Linked DNA regions of Mus musculus: region 1 is linked to region 2. A link is a contact called in public HiChIP or PLAC-seq data. All regions are on one chromosome and are shown on one strand. The core of a region is the stretch at or near the end of the contact, and the rest is flanking DNA. Distances in the headings are between cores, read along the strand shown.

Evidence for each region. HiChIP or PLAC-seq counts read pairs in DNA pulled down with a chosen protein or histone mark.
Region 1: an H3K4me3 HiChIP or PLAC-seq map of bone marrow-derived macrophages shows a contact between it and region 2, with 2.5 times the contacts expected there. The contact joins two enhancer-like sites. A contact is called at or near these places in 4 of 484 Hi-C or Micro-C datasets (the 63-12 cell line, the AML12 cell line, LSK cells and 1 more), 2 of 115 datasets of contacts at active chromatin or transcription factors (bone marrow-derived macrophages and intestinal villus epithelium) and 3 of 9 other capture datasets (adipose tissue, liver and pancreatic islet).

What each region holds. Positions count from the first base shown.
Region 1 is chr5:65,557,098-65,563,510 of GRCm38.p6, reverse strand. All of the region lies in intron 1 of Ube2k (ubiquitin-conjugating enzyme E2K), which reads right to left. It overlaps Gm40309 (a long non-coding RNA gene), which reads right to left. Exons shown (of 2, transcript XR_868455.3): 2 at 1-6,413. Among named protein-coding and RNA genes, the nearest start is that of Gm40309, 19 kb to the right of the region's middle. Within about 2 kb of position 2,055, at least 35 of the 459 cell types and tissues checked have an H3K27ac peak or open chromatin away from gene starts, as enhancers often do. A contact at or near this core is called in bone marrow-derived macrophages, where this site is marked.
Region 2 is chr5:65,475,289-65,481,122 of GRCm38.p6, reverse strand. The region is part of intron 1 of Smim14 (small integral membrane protein 14); the gene reads left to right. Among named protein-coding and RNA genes, the nearest start is that of Smim14, 15 kb to the left of the region's middle. Within about 2 kb of position 4,187, at least 47 of the 459 cell types and tissues checked have an H3K27ac peak or open chromatin away from gene starts, as enhancers often do. A contact at or near this core is called in bone marrow-derived macrophages, where this site is marked.

The DNA of each region.
Region 1 (6,413 bases), core at 806-3,305, 85 kb before region 2:
ATCAATCCCAGGAACCTTGGGCACACTAGGAAAGAAAGATGTCACCAGCACTTTTCAGAATAAGTGGGTTTCCTAAGAACACACTTCATCATTACCTTTGCTTAATAACAAATATAAGTCTTTCATTAGAAAGTATTATTTTATAATTCACCTCAGAGTTTTAAGAATGGAACCATTAATTTCTAAAAAACAAAACAATGTGTTACCCATAAAGAATCCACAGGGAACCTTCAGTGTGTATTTTGGCACCCCATCTTTAGTGAGGACAACTGCAAAGCGTTTTTCTATAACTTTCTTCTAAGAGTTCAGCACAAGGCAGGAAGATTTTTAGTAGTCTTGGTGTTTCTAACATTCCTTTGAATCTACAAAGCATTACTAATGCCCAAACATGGTGGTGCACACCTTTAATCCCAGCACTCAGGGGGTGGAGGCAGAGGCAGGGACTAAAGTTTGAAGCTACATAACAAGTGCCAGGACAACCAGAGAAGCAAAGGGGGAATTGGGGGGGGGAGGGGGGGGAAGGGCACACAGATGGATGAAATATACAGCTCCTAGTAAGCAATGTAACTATTAAAATAGAGCAAAACAGCATAGAACATTGAAGATAATCTGGGTGAAGGAAAATGAATGACCATATTGCTAATGAGAAAGTACAGAATTCTGGGTCCAGCACTTGGCTCAATAACAGTGCCTAGAATACATGAAGTCCTGGCTGAGTATGATCCCAAAACTAGGAAGGTGGAAGGAGGAGGATCAGAAATTTAAGATCAGCTACATAGCAAAGCTGAGGCCAGCCTAGACTACATAGACCTTGCCTGAAAAGAAGAAATGCAGGAGGTTGGAGGGACGGGAAAAGGAGGCCAGCCACATGGTTCAATAGATAAAAGGGGTTGTCACCAAATGTGGCAATTTCTAGAACTTACATGGTAGAAGGAAAGAACCAACAACCCCTACACCTGCACTCACATGTGCATATAGACACATGTATACACACACACACACACACACACACACACACACACACACACACACACACACGCGCGCGCGCATGCACGGAGGAAAAACAGTGCAAAATCTAATGCAGTCCTCAGGCTGGGAATAGGTATACTGAGCATGTACTAGGCCCAAGCTCAAATCCCAACTCTATCCTTCATCGACTCCAAAAAGGGTTCTAATACATTTTCAGAGGTGAAAGGAAAACAAAGTGTAAGAAGTAATCCTTAACATATTAATGCTGAGTACAAAGTAGCAACTGATGCTATTACTGTCCTTTCAGTCTCTCTATGTAATGCAGGCCAACCTCAAACCTGTAGAGATCTTTCTGCCTCAGCCTACTGTATGCTGGGATTTTAGGTGTGTGCCACCATATAAATATTTGATATCGAGGATCAAAGCAAGACTTTGCACATGCTAGGGTAAGCATCCACTACCCAGCTTAGACACATTACTAGCTCATAAATAAAGTACTTGTTGTTGTGAATATAGGTTCTTGCATGCACATATGTCTGTGTACCACTTGCTTGTCTGGTGCCCACGGAGGTCAGAGGAGAACCTAAATAAGAAGTTTTCATACACCTTATTTTTATCTATTCGAAAATGAAATTTTAATCCAAATATCCAGCTGAGATCAGTAGTACATATCTGTGGGGTGGTGAGCTGTGCCTGGTCCCCCGGGTCGAGCACAGGTCTGGAACCGGAGCGCCCCCCCCCCCCCCGCCCCCGTGGTGGGCGGAGATTTCCAACAGCAAGGGACAGCAGGAGTTTGGCCACGCCTCCTGGGTATCCCACTGTGCTCGCAGCACACAGCTACAGCAGCAGAGGTAGCTACAGCCTCCCACAGCCCCCCTGCAGAGAGGCATGCTGCATCAATCAAGTACTAGCTGCACCAAGCCCTCCCACATACAAATAAGGTTTCCCCAAACTCAGTCCAAGCCAATAAAAAGCACCTGCTGTCAAACCCTGGATCATCCCCAAAACTGTATATAAGTCCCATGCAGGGAGAGAACTACTCCGTCATCTGAGGCTTTGTCCTAAGAGCTCTAACACTTGGGGAGAGGTCGGCTCTCCCAAAGAGCTGCCTGAGGTCCTGTCGCACTCTCGCTAGTCAGCTTCTCCTCGGCCCAGCCCGACCCGACTCAGTGAAGAATTACTGCATGGCAGAGAAGTGGAGACAACCAGCACAGCAGAAGCAGGGAAGTAACTTCCCCTCCCTGCCTGCATTCGCTTCCCTTCGGGGAACCCTCGCACCAAGCCTGGCCAGAGATCTCCGTGTAAAACCTCTGGTAGCCAGGCCCACACATATGCAAGCACTAAAGATGCAGAAGTATGAGGATCAAGAAGAGTCTGTGAGCTGTTCCTCCCATGCATGGGCTGTTCCTAGAATGTGCTTCTGTGCCCCTCCCAGGTATGGTAAGTAGGAGTAGGTTTACTTCAGGTTACAGGTCCTGCTTCTATTATTCTGATGAGGTTTCCAAGCAGGGTCTGTCCTCATGACAGTATACAGCTTGAACTCACCTGAACTTTGCTCATATGATCTTGCTTAACCCTCAGAATGTAAATTCTATTATGCCCTAAAGAAAGTGATTGCATGTGACTTTAGTCCTCCTCATTTTAGGCTACATTTTCCCATGTTCATGCCACCAACTAGAATGGTAACTCTACCACTGAATTACATCTGTCCAGCCCCAGTAGAAAAAACTGTTAAGATGGGCATGGTAGTTCAAATGTACAATCCCAGTTCTTAGGAAACTCACACAAAAGGAGATTGGGCAGTGAATTCTATGCCAGCCTCCACTACATAATGAGACAGCTGGGCAGTGGTGCTGCATGCCTTTAATCCCAGCAGGTGGGAGGCAGAGGCAGGCGAATTTCTGAGTTCCAGACCAGCCTGGTCTACAGATTGAGTTCCAGGACAGCCTGGGCAATACAGAGAAACACTGTCTTGAACCACCCCCCACCACCACCCCCCAAAAAAAAATCACTACATAATGATAACTTGTCTTAGAGGAAGAGAAAGTGGACCAACAAATTGATGGAAGAGAAAAATTTGATTCTCCATGCCTTGTTTGAAATAAAGATATTTAAAGCTTAGCAGCTACATTTGTTAAATCTCAAAGAAATCTGGAAGAGGTCTTGCCCAGTACCTGTGGCTCTTCCCAGCACTTCTCACATGACCTCCTACCCTAAGCCTCTCCCTCCATGGGGCTGAGCTTCCACTTAGCTATATAACAGCCATTTTGCCTCCATACCTGAATCTCCTGATCTCTTTTTCAGATTGCCCCAAACCACCATCCCTTTCCTCTTTTCTCTCTCACTCCCCACCCCTCCTTTCATGGCCATATTCAGTCCAGAGCCTTTGTACTCTCCCTTAATAAGCCCTCCCTCAACCATACCTAGCAGACACAGTCCTCTCCCAACATTTAATATACATTACTTACCTCTAACCTATTTTTCAATGACTTAAGATATAAGCCAGGATTTGTATATGAACATGTGGGATGTGTGTGAGGACCAAGCCCAGGTTCCGTGAGCTTGGTAAGCAGTTGTTCTACCAGAGTTACACCTGCAGTCCCTAAATGGATTAAACAAAACTGAAGCATGGGCCATTTAATGTTCCCCAAGTAAAGTTGACATGAAAACTAAGAGACTGGAGCTGCAGAGATAGATAGCTCAGCAGTTAAGAGCACTGACTGCTCTTCCAGAGGTCCTGAGTTCAAATCCCAGCAACCACAGGGTGGCTCACAACCATCTGTAATGGGATCTGATTCTCTCTTCTAGTGTCTGAGAAGAGAGCAACATTGTACTCACATGCATAAAATAAATAAATCTTTAAAAAAAGAAAACTAAGAGACTGAGATATAATAGGAAAGTGAGATCAAGCAAACATTTACAGTCATTATTAAGAACAAATCGTAACCCTGGTGTGGGTCACAAAACCTTTAATCCTAGCACTACAGAGGCAAAGGCTGCCTGGTCTACACAGTATAGTCAGGCCAGCCAGCTCCACAGTGAGATCTCAAAACTAACAAAAAGAGTAAACTGTAAATCAGTGCTACCCAATGGACAAAATGGATCTGGGGACCCACATGGTAAAGGAATTCAGGAAACAACTCTTGAAAGGTGCTGCTCTCAGACCTCTGCCTGTGAGCCACAGCACATGAGACACCCACCCCCTGCCAAAGTCAAAGGCAGACTTTGAGAACCTGACATTGACAAAGAAAGTCAAATGTGGCTAATGGCTACTGTATTATTGGACAGGCAATGCTATTCTAGCTAGAGAACCAGAAAATAATAGCCTCTCCAGTTACAGTAATAATGTGAGGTTAGAATTATTGGCCTTCATTCCAGTCATCATACTTCAAAAACCTAAAGAGCAAAATGAAATTATAAACTTTCTTTTATGTGTCCCAAGGCTGGCTTCAAAGTAGATATGCAGTCAAGAATGATTCTGAATTTTTAATACTCCTCTCCAAGCCCTAACCAACCTCTCACCAGAGTGCTGGGATTACAGGCATTTGCCACAACCCATTTATGTGGTGCTTGAACCCTCCTTTTCCTGCATGCTAGGCAAGGCCCCTGAACTGATATGATAAATATAAATATAAAAACTATTGCAAGGCATTATTACTAGTACTGTTAGTATAAAGACACAGAACAACTAAATATATAACTTTCAAATGTATAAGAAACTATGAGAATAGGCAGGCAGTGGTGATGCACATCTTTAATCCCAGCACTCAAGAACTAGAGGCAGCTGGACTACCGAGTGAGTTCCAGGACAGCCAGGGCTACACAGAGAAACCTGTCTCTCGAAAACCAAACCAAAACAATCAAAAAACTAGAGGCAGGCAATTTCTGCTAGTTTGAGGCCAACCTGGTTTACCTGATCTGCAGAGTGAGTTCCAGGACAGCCAGGACTACATAAAAGAACCTTGTTTCAGACAGACAGACAAACACAAGAACACAAGTCTTTAATTCCAACACTCAAGAGACAGAGGCAGGTGAGTCTGAGTTCCAGTGCAACCTAGTATTTGAAGTGATCCAGGACTACACAGAGAAACTGTCTTCAAACAAAAACAAATTTAAAAAAAGAAAGAAAAAAGAAAAAGAAAAGAAACAAAGAAAGCAAGCATCAAGCATCAGAGTACTTAATAGAGAAAAATATCTAAAAAGAGACTTCCTTGAAAAGCTACTTTTTTCTTTTTCTTTTTTTTTTTTTTTTTTTTTGGTTTTTCCAGACAGGGTCTCTCTGTAGCCCTGGCTGTCCTGGAACTCACTCTGTAGACCAGGCTGGCCTCGAACTCATAAATCCGCCTGCCTCTGCCTCCGAGTCCTGGGATTAGAGGTGTGCGCCACCACTGTCTGGCTGAGAAAGCTATTTTTTTTTTTTTTTGGCATGGTATTTTTTTTTTATTATTATTAGGTATTTTCCTTCATTTACATTTCCAGTGCTATCCCCATACCCTCCCCCGCCCATCCCCCTACCCACCCACTCCCACTTCTTGGCCCTGGTGTTCCCCTGTACTGGGGCATATAAAGTTTGCAAGTACAATGGGCCTCTCTTTCCAGTGATGGCCGACTAGGCCATCTTCTGATACATATGCAGCTAGAGTCACGAGCTCCGGGGTACTGGTTAGTTGAGAAAGCTACTTTTAAAAGAACAAACTATAAACTTTATAATTCCCATACTCAGGAGACTGACTTGACCTATATATATCCCAAGTTCCAGGGCAGCCAGGATTACACAGAGACCCTGTCTCAAAAATAATAAAAGCCCAACTTAGAAACTTGACCTATCACACAGCAAGTCCATCCTCAGTAAAACAGAGAGGAGGTTTAGCATGTTTGGAAACTGAAAAGTCCCCAATATAAAGAAGTAAGTACAACATAAGAAAGTAAGAATGATGGAGTAGGAAGTAGACAGGAGCTAGATAATGCAAGATTAAAAGGATGAAAAGAAAAACTAAAGTGACCTGATAATTCAATTTGAATCTTTGAAGTCACCCAGCAGTTGTAATGGGAAGAAGCTTGTAAAGAGATTAAAATGTATAACAAAAATCATCTTATAGTTGGTGGTTACCATATCATGAGGAACTGTGTTAAAGGGCAGCATTAGGAAGGTTGAGGAACACTGTTCTGAGACTATCTACTAATATATAGTGACTAAGCCCTAAACATTACTTCCTATAGCCTTTGTTGTTGGGGGAGGGGCATGGGGCAAACTATGTAGCCTGGCTATCCTGATACTATGCAGACCTGGCTGGCCTTGAGCTCACAGAGATTCACTTGTAGAGACTGAGATTAAAGGTATGTGACATCAAGCCCAAGTCCTATTACTCTCAAGTCATGTATCTTTCTCTTGAAATTACTAACACCTCTAAAACATCTCACAGTGAAGTTTTTTCACCTAATCC
Region 2 (5,834 bases), core at 2,938-5,437:
TATGGCCCAGAGAGAACTTTTTTCACTTGACCATACTGTTTGCAGTACTTCAGGAAATTTTTAATTACAATTGGTTGCTGTGATAAGGGTTAGGGAATCCTAACTCCTAGGCAAAAGGTAACTGTGATTTCTCAGGTATATAATGGATTTATTTCCACAGTAAGGGACATGTTTTTATTACAGCTCTAGTGGTTTTAAACAGTAGCAGACCAGCCTCAGCCTGACTGTATCTTTCCTTGCTTGTTCCCCAGCAGACATTCAAGTGTTGCTTAGAAATGTGTCCTTAAATAAGGGGACGCTCACTACTAGCTGTCTAATTTTAGCATTATGAAGTTGTCTTTATAAGCTCGACACAGCTGTAATCTGCATGATTAGTTCTATCTCGAACTTGCAGCCTGAGATCTCTTCTGGCATTCACAGTGTGACTTCCTGTCCAAGGTTTGTGACATATGAGCTATTTGAGTATGATCATTGCTTTCATACCGGAACCAGTTTTCCTCTTGAGATAGCAGTAGCTCAGGCTGTCCTCAAACTCATGGTGTAGCCAGACATAGTCTTGGACTTCTGTTTCCTGTATGTGTGTATGCATGTGAAAACCAGAGGTCCCTGAAGGTTGTCTTCCTCAATCCTAGTTATATGTATGTATGTATGTATGTGTGTGGGCATGTGCCCTTGGGATATGGAAGAGGTCATTGGATCCCTGGAGCTGGACTTAGAGACAGTTAGGAGCTGCTTGTGTCAGACCCACATGTGTTCCTAAGCACAGAGCCATCTCCTCAGCTTCCCAGTGCTGTGCAGTGCTTGGGGTCAAGACTAGGCCTCGTAACTGCGCGGCAAGCCCTCTTCCCACTGAGCTACATCCCCAGCCCACTTCCCTGTTCTCCTTGTGCAGCACTTGACAGGCCTAGAACTTGTTTGAACACAGAGATCTATTTGCCTTTGCCTCCCAAGTGCTGGTGTTTTAGGCAGGGTCTCACCTATGCTTCTAGCTGGCTTGATGACCCAAGTTTGAGCCCCAGCACCTTTGTAAAGTTGGATACAGTGGTGCACGCCCATGATCTCAACACTCCTGAGGCAGAATGGCAGGTAAGAGAATCTCCGACCTGGAAGTTTACAGGCTGACAATCCTAGAGTACAGAGTGTGACATAAATTGGAGATTCTGCCTCAAAACAAGGTGGGGCTCAATGTAAACATATTAGGAAATTCCAGACCTGACTGGTTTTGCTAGTCACGTAGGGTACGTCACTGGGGCAGGCAGCTGTTGTACAGTGAGCCACAGGTCAGTGTTTTCCCCCATTTGGAACAGCACAGTTCAACCTCACCCATTCCTTTCTGTCCCACCAGGAGGTAAGTCACCCTTGTCTCAGTGTGTCCATGATGTATGTGCTGCTTGCTTGTCCGTCACATAGTTACCGTCTGTGCTCCAGAACTCTGGACTGCTTGTCTAACTTCAGTATCAGGCCTGAATCTAAGAGCAGTGATCCTGGCCATTAGAAGTGCCAAGAAGGCTGTAAAGAATTCCCCTTCAGTGAAAAGGTAGAAAATTTCAATCTCATAAAGAAAGGGAAAAACTGCTGATGTCAGTAAGTTCTATGGCAATGAAGCAGTAAACCCTATCTATTTTTCTATGAAAAGGTTATAAAGATTCATTGTATACACTAGGCATAATTAGTAACAATAATCATACCATGCTAAATAGATGTAGACAACAAAACAAAAACATCCCTCTAGCTTTAATCCCAGCACTTAGGAGGTTGAAGTAGGTTACTTACCCAGGAGTACCAAGGCCATTGTAGATTTCCTGAGACCTCTCAAAAAAAAAAAAAAAAAGAAAGAAAGAAAGAAAGAAAGAAAGAAAGAAAAGAAAAAAGAATGGTGTGTGGAGATGGGGGCTGGGGCTCTTTGGAGAGGTGATGCAGCCAGTTAAAGACATTGGCTGCTCTTTCAAAGGACTTGGATTAAATTCCCAACACCCACATGGTAGCTCACAAATATCTGTAATTCCTATTCACAGAGTCATAGATGCAGGCAGAACACCAATGTATATAAAATACAAATTAGTACTTTATTTAAAAAAAAAAAAAAGGAAAAAGGAAAGTATTGCCAGGCAGTGGTGCCTTTTAATCCCAGCTTTTGGGAAGCAGAGGCAGGCAACTCTCTGTAGATCTCTGTGTAGCCCTGGTCTAGGACTTGCTCTGTAGACCAGGCTGGCCTCGAACTCAGCATCCTCCTGCCTCTGCCTCTTGAGTGCTGAGATTAATGGTGTGCTCTACCACCACCCAACTGATACAGAGTGCTTCTGTATTAACGTTAACCAACAAATTTACTGATTGATTAAAGGATTCAGACAGTTTAACCTGCTCAGTGCAAGAAACTTGAGATGTACTTGTCCCTGGGAACAAGGGCACTAGTAGGAGAAAGAGCGTCCTTCTTGGGGTGGTGCTATAGTTCAGTAGGAGAGTTCAGAATACAAGTCTCTGGGCTCAGTCCACAAGAAAAATAGGGAACTGGAGAAATGAATTGGAAGCTGAAGGTGCTCGCTGCATAATCATGAAGACTAGAGTTCACATCTCAGCACCCGTGCAAGCAGCCTCTCATTTAGTTTGTGTCTGAGGAGGGCAGAGACAAAGCTGTTGCTGTCACTTGCTGGCTTCCAGCCTCCTTGAGAAAATGTAGCCCAGATTCAGGGAGAGAATATCAGAGGAGGACACCCAGTGCCCTCTTGTGGCCTCTGCACACACAAACGCACACACATAAGCAAGTAGTCTTTAAAAAAAATAGAATTTTTTTTATTTCATAGTTTTTTTTACATTTTTTATTAGATATTTTCTTTATTTACATTGTTATCCCCTTTCCTGGTCTCCCCTCCGAAAACACCCTAGCCCTTTCCCACTCACCAACCCACCCACTCCCATCTCCTGGCCCTGGCATTCCACTACACTGGGGCATAGAGCCTTACAGGCCCGACTAGGCCATCCTCTGCTACATATGCAGCTAGAGCCATGAATCCCACCATGTGTACTCTTGGGTTGGTGGTTTAGTCCCTGGGAGCTCTGGGGGTAGTGGTTAGTTCATATTGTTGTTCCTCCTATGAGGTTGCAAACCCCTTTAGCTCCTTTATTGGGGACCCTGTGCTCAGTCCAATGGAAGGCTGCAAGCATCTACCTCTTTATTTGTCAGGCCCTGGTGGTGCCTCTCAGGAGACAGCTATATCAGGCTCCTGTCAGCAAGCTCTTGTTGGCATCCACAATAGTGTCTGGGTTTGGTGATTGTATATGGGATGGATCCCCAGCTGGGGAAGTTTCTGGATGGCCTTTCCTTCAGTCTCTGCTCCACACTTTGTAACTCCTCCCATGGGTATTTTGTTCCCCCTTCTAAGAAGGATCAAAGTAGCCAGGAGCTGGAAAGAATCCAGATGTCCCTCAACAGAGGAATGGATACAGAAAATGTGGTACGTTTACACAATTGGAGTACTACTCGGCTATTAAAAACAATGAATTCATGAAATTCTTAGGCAAATGGATGGAACTAGAAAATACCATCTTGAGTGAGATAACCCAGTCACAAAAGAACACACATGGTATGCATTCACTGATAAGTGGATATATTAGCCCAGAAGTTCGGAATAACCAAGGTATAATTCACAAACCACATGAAACTCAAGAAGAGGGAAGACCAAAGTGTAGAATTCTTTTAAAGTTTAAGTTTATTTTATGTTCTTTTTTTTTTTTTTTCTTTTTAGCTACATGTACATCTGTGAAGATGTCAGAAGTCCAGGAACTGGAGTTACAGATGGGTATGAGCTGCCATGTGGGTGCTGGGAATTGAACCCAAGCCTTCTAAAAGAACTCTCAAAAGTGCTCTTAATAGCTCTGGCCACCTTTTTGTTTGTTTTGTTTTGTTTTTTGTTTTTTGTTTTTCGAGACAGGGTTTCTCTGTGTAGCCCTGGCTGTCCTGGAACTCACTCTGTAGACCAGGCTGGCCTCGAACTCAGAAATCTGCCTGCCTCTGCCTCTGCCTCCCGAGTGCTGGGATTAAAGGTGTGCGCCACCAGTGCCCAGTAGCTCTGGCTATCTTGCCAGCCCCCAAAATAGAAGTCTTTAGAACATACACATGTAAATTCAGAAGACACAGTTTTGAGAGATATACTTGTGTTGCATCTAGATTAACCCAGAACTCACATTCTGGCTCATGCGGCCCTTATCTTCTCATACAGTGGGGCCTACCTGTTTATGCTATTCTCTCCCTCACAGTACACTGAGACATATTATTTCTGTCCCCTAGGCACATAACCTGTAGGTAAACAGTTATAGAATGCTTTCAAATACCAAGATGGTGAGGATTTGGGCTGTTTGTGTTTATCTCTTTATAAACAAGTGTCCTTTAGTTACTAAGTGACAGGGTGGCTTAATGTATAGGGCTTTGGTTTGTTTTGGAGTTTTTAGGCAGTAATTGTGTGTGTGCATGTGTATGTCCATGTGTGTACTCTGGTACATGGCATGGCCGAGGGCAGAGGACAGCGTTTAGGAGTCAGTTCTCTCCTACCTGGTGGTTCTCATGAACTCAGGTCAGGTCGTTTGGCAGCAGCCTTTCTAGCCATCGCATCAGCCAGCATTTAAAAAAAAAAAGAAAAGATGTAATTTACTTTTATTGGGGTGTGTATATGTGTGTGTGTGTGCTTGAGTGTGCATGAGAGCTTGTGCTCTACATGAATGTAGGTCCCCTCAGAGGCCAGAAATGGGGATGCAGTCCCCTAGAGCTGGAGTTCAGCATGGGTGTTGGGAATCTACCTTGACTACTCTGAAAGAGCAGCTAGTAGTCTTAGCCACCAAACCATCTCTCTAGTCACCCAACATTTTTTCAGCCAACATCTCTCATTCACATGTATGTGCAGATATGAACATGTATATGAAAATATACATACCCATGTGCCAAAATATAATTTCATTCAAATAGAAAAATAAGGGGAATTATTATCTTCTGACCACTATGATTATTTCAAATACTATCCCTCTTTTCACTTCCCCAGTTTAAATTCTGGCTGTGTGCAAGCCCTGCATAGTTTTTTAAAGCCTCAACCACAAGAATTTCACATTGAACATGGAAATTTCTAGCTTCTTTCTTAAGAGGAAACTGAAAGTGTCACCCCTCCTCCCCTCCCGAGTGTGTGTGTGTGTGTGTGTGTGTGTGTGTGTGTGTGAGAAGACAGAGTTTCTCTGTTTAGCCTTCTCAAGATCCCTCTTGGAGTAGAGAACAAGCATTTATTGAAGAAAGAGAATCCATGATCGACAAAAGAAAGGTTGAATGAGGATGAATATTTTTAGAATAAAGTCTCAAAAATTGAGGAACATTCAAGCTGCAGTCATGTGGGGGCCTTGGAGCAGAGAACATTTTTTTTTTCCTGGTAAGCTGGTCAGACTGGCTTTGACCAGACATCCTGAACATGGAACCTTATGGCTTTAGCTTCCCAAAAAGCTGGAACTATACCTTGTGCCCCAGACCCTACTCTAAAACAAGTATTTTGAGAAGAGTCTTAACCGTATAGCATGTCTGACCTGGTATTTGCTGAGTACATCAGCCTGGCCTTGAACTCCTGCCCCCTGAGATTGAGGGTATGGGCCACATCCCTCCCTCCCTCCCTCCCTCCCTCCCTTTCCATCCGTCCGTCCGTCCGTCCGTCCATCCATCCATCTATCTATCTATCTATCTATCTATCTATCTATCTATCTACCTACCTATCTCATCTTTAGACCAGGTTTCTCAGTATAGCCTTGGCTTTCCTAGAATTCTCTGTAGACCAGTAGTAGTATGGCTTTGAACGAGAGAAGTACTT